Regions from separate parts of the Mus musculus genome. Here region 1 is linked to region 2. The links are chromatin contacts, called in public promoter capture Hi-C maps. All regions are on one chromosome and are shown on one strand. Each heading gives the region's core, a stretch centred on a gene start, on an enhancer-like site or on the middle of the called end of the contact. The rest is flanking DNA. Distances are from core to core; before and after follow the strand shown.

The links. Promoter capture Hi-C pulls out the DNA fragments that hold promoters and counts their contacts.
Region 1: a contact with region 2 is called in a promoter capture Hi-C map of stem cell-derived epiblast-like cells, with 2.9 times the contacts expected there. The contact joins the promoter of Fam199x here to the promoter of Bex3 in region 2. A contact is called at or near these places in 4 of 39 promoter capture datasets (cranial neural crest, maxillary cranial neural crest, pre-B cells and 1 more).

Annotation. Positions count from the first base shown.
Region 1 is chrX:137,047,536-137,051,227 of GRCm38.p6, reverse strand. It overlaps Fam199x (family with sequence similarity 199, X-linked), which reads right to left and starts at 1,634. Exons shown (of 6, transcript NM_146261.2): 1 at 1,159-1,634. The coding sequence starts at 1,355.
Region 2 is chrX:136,268,029-136,271,714 of GRCm38.p6, reverse strand. It overlaps Bex3 (brain expressed X-linked 3), which reads right to left and starts at 1,462. Exons shown (of 3, transcript NM_009750.2): 1 at 1,314-1,462; 2 at 833-905; 3 at 1-452. The coding sequence starts at 424. The coding sequence ends at 50.

The DNA.
Region 1 (3,692 bases), core at 385-2,884, 780 kb before region 2:
TCTTTGGCCTCCATACACACCTGCAGTCTCATGCCCATGCCCACTCTTGATTTGCACACAATTGAAAGTAAATTATTTTTAAAAGTTGAGCCTATATTGAAAAGCCCTGTCGCATCACCAATGTTAGGTATAACATTTAAATGCTTGCATGAGAGAATTCTCCAAAACACTGCCTTCTGATAAAATAATTTACATGAACACCTTTAAGAAATTATTTGTATAAATCAGCCCACCCTAAACTTGCTCTACTTCCCTCATCAGGGATGCAAGGCGGGTGGTATGCTATAGGACTCTTCCAGAGTTTACCTTTGGGGATACCCAACAGAAGTAAGGCAATGGAAGTAAGGAAGTAAGGAAGGGGGAAATGACTAGTTTATAGGGCAAGCATATAGCTCAGTTGGTAGAAAGCTTATCTAGCACGCATGAGGTTCAGGTTTCAAGCCATAGTACTGAAAAAAATATAAATTTGAACTGATTAAAACACACTAAGCTTAGTTGGACATCACAAATGTCTGTAATCCCAGCACTTGGGAGGCAGGTTTGAGGACCAGGAGTCCAAGGTCATCTTCCAGGCATAAGCAGTTTTGCTGATGGTCTAACCTATGAGAAATACTGGTCTCAAAGCAACAATGGGGAAAAAAAAAGACTAATTTCCCGGTACAATTTGGTTTAGGGTGAGGTTAAAATTGAGAAAGAGGAGGCTCGAGCTTGAAAGGTGCTTTCATAAGATCCACTGATCGATTTGGCTCTCTCAAATTTACTCTGTAGTGTACCGGAAACGAAAGGGGTTAAACTTTTGCAGATGAATCTAAAAATCAAGAGTTGGGGTTTAGGAGTCTCTGCGTATGGATGGGGGCGGGGGTCACGAAGAGGTAAAAGGGGAAGATCTGGATGGGAAGAATTACTAGAGTGCAAAAAGGAAAGGGGGAGAAGAAAGAAGGTGCAGGGAAGCTGGTCTTCAGAAAAATCAGGGGGCAGTGGGTGAAAACAGGGAGGAGCTGGGAAGAGCCTTGGTCAAAGGAAGATGGGGGAGGGGGCAGCCCGCAGCTCAGGCTTGCACGAGGGACCAGGAGGAACCCTGCAGGAGTGCAACCTGGCGTCCTCTTGCCCCGCCTGGCAGTGGGAAGTCCACCCCTGTTCTGGGAAGAGCTCCTTTACCTGTTGGTGTGAAACCGGTGGAGCGGATCCGTGCGATGGCAGGAGGAGAGCTGGCAGCCGAAGTCGCTGATGTCCAGGCAGCCAGGTTCCTCGCTGGGGCAGGTGCCCACCCCGCGAGGAGCTCCTAGGAAAGGGAAGGGCTCCTCTGGGGTTAAAAACTTCTCATAGGAAGTGGTGGCCGACGCCTCGTCGGACATGGTGGGAGATGGGCCGGCTTGGTCTCACTGGCTGCAGATGGGCTACTCTGGCACTCGCCCCTTCCCCCACGCTAACCTGGCCGCGGTGGCCTCCGCCCCCGAGTGTGCCCACCGCAGCCGCCCGAGGAGGGGAGGGCTCTGCACAAAGGTTGCTGCGAGGCCGCAGCAGCCCACCGGCCACACAGTCCGCTCCTCTGAAACCTCAGAAGCCGCCGCCACCGCCGCCAAGCCCGACGAGTCACTGCGGCGCCGCCGCCCGGCCCGGCCGCCCCGCCCACTGCGCTCGCTGCTCGCTGCCCGCTGCGGCTTCGGTCCGCCCCGTGGCCGCTGCCAGCTCCTGGGCTACCCGGAGCCGCTGCCCTTGCCCCCTGCCGGAGTGGAGGAGGAACTGAATGTCAGTGTCTTAAGCCCAGGGCGACCCAACCGGCCCGGTGCTCTACGCGGTCCCCAATTCTGGGATGCTTGAAGGGCCCACATCTCAGCCAAGCCCGCCCCCCTCGCCCCTCCTCCTCCTCCTCCTCTTTCTCCTCGTGCTTCCCACTCGCACTCCACGGCCAAACAGCAACAGTAGCCCTTAGGACTAGGGACTTAGCCAAGGTCATACTGAGGGAATATATGAAAAACGAGTCCCAGGTGCCCTTGAACACGTGGGACCACCCTGTCTCGATTCTACTTGTACTGGGCTCCTGCAGTAGGTGTGCCCAGCCAAAGCAATGAGCTGTAAGAGAAATGGACCATAGAGTGAGGAAGGAGAAAAAAAATGCCGCCTCACTTGTAAGTGGCCTCGCTTCAAAAACCCTGATAAAGCGGCTAGGCTGCTCAGAGATGCTGGGACTGTAATGTTCTTTTGTGTTCTGAGCTTTCTTTCCCTCGTAGTGTTTGGAATGTCCTGCCATTCTCCTCTGCTAATCCTTAAATCCCCAGCTCAAGCGCTAGCTTCTTGGTGAAGCCTTCCCTATCTCCCAAAGGAGACTTAGGCACTACCGCTGTTAGGTCCTGCAACCCTGCTTCCGTCGATATTATGGAGCTTAACTTGTTTGACTTAAATCAACTTACGAGGTATCACATGGTGCTCTTTGCTCCTGGCACTTCACTTCTGTGTTCTAGACAAGCGATTTTAAATCTTGGAGGCCTGGTTTTGTTTTAATATTCAGCTTTTTTAAAAGCCTGGGAAAAATCTCTGGAATAATTCTGATTGATCTTGAGTGAAGGATCCCAAATTCCTTATATAAAATATATAAATATATAACTTACATATAACCTACACACATTCTTCAAAATACTTTAAATCATCTCTAGGGTGCATAAATGCTATGAAAAGTTATGGTAATTTGTTTGAAGAATAACAAAAATCTGCATTTTAAAATACATGGGTATGATGGGACTTGAACCTAGGCCCTTGGGCATGCCTGTAGGACTGTTCAACCACATAGCTACACACTCAGCCCTTTCTCTCATGAGGATTTCCCCCACTCCCACCAACATGATTTTGTCTAAGGATGTGGATTCTAGAGATAGAGATAGCCACCTCTCCATTGTAGATGCAGGTATTTAGATACCTACCAGATGTGGCTCTTTTATTTAGATTGTTTTTTTTTTAAAGTATTGCACTGAGAACGTGGCTTTCAAAGTTATCATTCCTTAAGATGTAATTGGGTTGACCAATTAAAGCACTATACAAATGATGTTTTGCATCATAGTCCCCAGTGTACAAATCCACAGAAGTCTATCTGGGATTAGTGAGGTTAAATGAGCCATAGCTTATACAAAGGAAGGTGTGATGGTGTGAATATATTTGGCCCAGAGAGTGGCACTATTTGGAGCTGTGGCCTTGTTAGAGCAAGTGTGGCCTTCCTGGAGTAGGTGTGTCACTGTGGGTGTGGGCTTTAAAACCCTCATCCTAGCTACCTGGAAAGTCAGTCTTCCACTAGCAGCCTTCAGATGAAGATGTAGAACTCTCAGCTCCTCCTGTACCATGCCTGCCTGGATGCTGTCATGCTCCTGCCTTGATGATAATGGACTGAACCTCTGAATCTGTAAGTCAGCCCCAAGTAAATGTTGTCCTTATAAGAGATGCCTTCGTCATGGTGTCTGTTCACAGCAGTAAAACCCTTACTGAGACAGAAGGCTTGCAGTATATTTGAAAATAAGTGGTGATAAAGTAGAGTCCTCGCACGATCCTGTAGGTAGTATTCCAAGACTCAAGAGCATATGCTGGCAAATAACTAGTATGTTTACATTTCTCAGGGAAGTTTTATTTCAGCAAATATCATGAGCCATATTAATTTTTAAAAGAATCCTGTACTCGGTTTGTAAATTTACTTTCATATTGAATTT
Region 2 (3,686 bases), core at 213-2,712:
GGGCTACAGCGGGAGTCACAGTATGGATCTCAGGGGGGAATGACCGAAGTCAAGGCATAAGGCAGAATTCATCATGGTGATCGTGGTGGTTAGACAGCTCCCCCATAAGGATGCGTAGACAATTTCTCAGCTGTAGCTCCCTAAGCTTTCTCCGGATCTCTCTCATCTCCTCCATGAACATTTCCATATCATCTCCATCTCCACCCAACCCGTCATTCATCTGCCTGTTGGGAATGGCCCATCGGAAGTTAGGGGCAAGTCGGCGAGCCTGGCCTCTTCGGTGGTGGTTGTGGTTATGGTTGTGGTTGTTGTTGTTGTTGTTTGCAGCAGGCTGGTGGCCCTCACCTCCTCCCACAGGGCGGTCTTCCTGTCCATTCTGCAGGGGCTGCTCCATCTCTTCGTTTTCCTGGTGGACATTGGCCATGATGAGATTTTGTTTCCTGGTTGCTATTCTTTGAACACAAGCAAGACAGGGCAAGGGGAGGAAAAAAAAAAAAAAACCCAAACTGAATGCTCGATGCAGTGACCAGCAAAAGTCAGAGATTAACAACAAGGATTTTCATTATTATTTTTTTCCCACCTTAGAGTCTCCAGGCAACCTCTAGGGAGCCTCCATTTCGAGCCCCTCCCCCCTCCCAGCTCTCTGTCCCCTCCCTCCCCCAAAGCCCACCATTTTTTATTTCCCAGGATCCTTTCCCTGAGCTTTCAGCCACCAAAATGGAGGACTGAGAAGAAGAGTAGTGTGGAGTGGGGGCTCTCACAGGGGTCCTAGACAGGGCTTTCCCCAACCTCCCCCAGCCACCCACCCCACCCCCACCGCCACTGAACCAACCTGGGCCTATCCCTTGCGGCGTAGTCCTCCTGTCAATTCCCGCTGCCGCCTGGACTCTCGGCTTCCAGTCAATCTGCAGACAGGGTGGGATGGGAAGGACTGGGCGCCGAGCTCAGCACCGCACCCGCCTTCCTCGGACCCACCGCCCATCCCCCTACACGGCCGCCCACGATCTCTAGCAGCCCCGTCCCCATCCCCGTCCCCATCCCCGTCCCCATCCCCGTCCCCATCCCCGTCCCCATCCCCATCCCCGTCCCCGTCCCCGTCCCCGTCCCCGCTCTCCGGGGCTCGCTCTAGCGCTCTCCGCTGCGGGCCCGCCCAGCCGCCCCTCTCCCGGGACCCCCGCGCCGTCCCCGCCCCTGAGCCCGGGCGTCCCTTCCCGGGCGCAGCCGGGGTTCCCCGCGCGGTGCACAAAGCCGCGGTGCGCGCCCGCCCGTCGCGAGGCTGTCGCCCGCAGGGCCGCGGCGTGCAGGCCCCTTACCTGTCCCGCTCGCCTCGGGCCCGCTGCCAGCCCGCCGCGCGCAGAGGAGCTCCGAGCTGCTGGCCAGACGCTCGTGACGACTGCACCCAAGGCTGCGTCGCTCTGCAGCCCCGGGTCACGTGAGGGCCCTGCGTCACTGCCAAGCCCGCTCCCCCTGTTCGGGAGGCCAGTGCGACAGGAGGCCCCGCCCCCGCCTCCCCGCCGCCAGTGCTCACCTCGGGCCCCACCCGTCACTCATCCGGATCCTCACCAATCTGAGGAACCACAAGTGGCATCACCATCAGGAGGTTGGACATCTCCCTTCCCTGTTACCAGGGAGGGTCTGCACCATCCTCTATGTCTCCCTCCCACTATAGCCAGGTCTTGGCTTTGGCCTTCTTTGAGATTCCTCTCCACCTTATCCAAATGTTTTCTCCAGAACTTCTCCCCATAACACACCAAGAGATAGAGAGTGGGGTAGACTGTACATATTTCTCTTTATTTCCTTAAAACATACACACACAGGTACACACACACATACACAACCCCACACACAAGCGCGCGGGTACACACACACACACACACATAGGCATGATCAGCATGATTTAGAAAATTCAAAATTATAAGGACCACTCCTTTTTTGGAACGCTGGGGATTGATCCTCTAGCTTAATAATTGCTGGACAAGCTGTCTTCTACCGAGGTGTATTTACAGACCGCTCCAGCCCCTGCCCCCCAACACACACACTTTTTAAACTAAAAAGAAAAAAGAGTACAGTGCCTGTCTATGTTGTTGGGGCTGCCCTTGAATTTCATTCCTTCTACATCAGCCTCCCTTGTAGCTAAGGTTAAAAGGCTTGCACTATCAAGGCTGGTGAGTTTTCAGTTTTGAAAAAAAAAATATGCTTCATTCTGCAAAATGAAAAGAAAAAAAAGTGCTATTTATACTATCACACAGAAAAATATCTTCTCTAGGTTTGGGGTGTCAGTTTTGAAATACCCTGTACTCGTCTGTTACAATTTTTTCTTTAAAAAGAAAGGACACTTGCTGAATACAACTAATGCTTTAAAACAATTCTGGAATCGTTCCTACAGAAAGAAGTCATACTTTTCTATGATTTTGGAGGTGTGGCAGGTTCTCAGTTGTAATCCCTGACTATATGGAGCTCACTCTATTTAACAGGATGCCCTCAAATTTGGGGTGATCTTCCCTGCCTCTGCCTCCTCCTTCTGCCTCCCAAGGCCTGGTGTTATCTGAGATGTCTCTGATTCCACAGTCCTCAGGAAAAAGAGCCATTTGAATTCTTGGCTTTCCTCTCCAAGCCTTTCAACCCACCCTATAAATAATAAGCTGAGAAATATAACATATCTAGAAGTTATCCCCAAACCTTCTACTCTGGTATAAATGCCTCAAGAAATATTAGAACTAAGCAAAGGATGGATGAACTTGGTGTGAAAACTCATACTGAAGGCAACTGTTTCTTCCACCCTGAAATCGCTGTACAAAGTGTCATTCTGTGGCCCAGACAAGCCTGGAGTTGAAATCGGTTTCTTTAAAAGTAAATAAAACAAACAAACAAAGGTCACAGGTAGAAGGTAGATTTTTGGAAACATAGTTGCCAATATTTACAACTTAATAACTTCATTATGCGAACAAAGTTGCTTCTAGTTTGGGCCTCAAATTTCTGTATGGTGTCCTGGTAAATGAGGCAGGTTCCTGGGGATATAAAGTGCAGATGCCTGGTGTGCTATAAAATTATGAGTTTGGAGATACAACATATAGCTCCGAAATCTCAAACTGCAAAATTATCGCCAGTAATTGCCTTTTAAGATAAGGCTGGTGATTTGGCCATTCTGTCTCCCAACTCACAACTCTTCCTTGTGAAAAATAAAAAGTATAGACAAATTGATCAACTTGATCCAAGAATGCTTCAGAAACCAGGAAGCCCATAAAGCCAGAAGAGATTCAAAGACACCACTCTTCAACATGGCCAAGCCACATGTTTTGGACAGAAAATGGAAATGTACAGAAAACGGAACTGAAGTTGGGTGACAGCTTGATTAATTACAGCTTACTGCTTGCCTTTAAAAAAAATAAACCATAGTACATTGGTAAGTTCTTTGTCAACTTGATACAAACCAGAGTCGCCTGAGAAGAGGGGCCCTCAATTGAGGAATTGCCTCCATAAACTTGGACTATAGGCAAGCCTGCGGGTATTTTCTTATTTAATGATTGGTGTGGAAGGACGAACCCAATCAACTGGGGACAATGCTGCCCTTGGGCTGGGGGTGCTGGGTCATATAAGAAAGCAAGTGAGAAAACCTTGGAAAGTAAAAGCCGGAAAAGCAGCATTCCCCCAATGTCTCACTTTCTGTTCCTGCCTTAGCTTAGCAC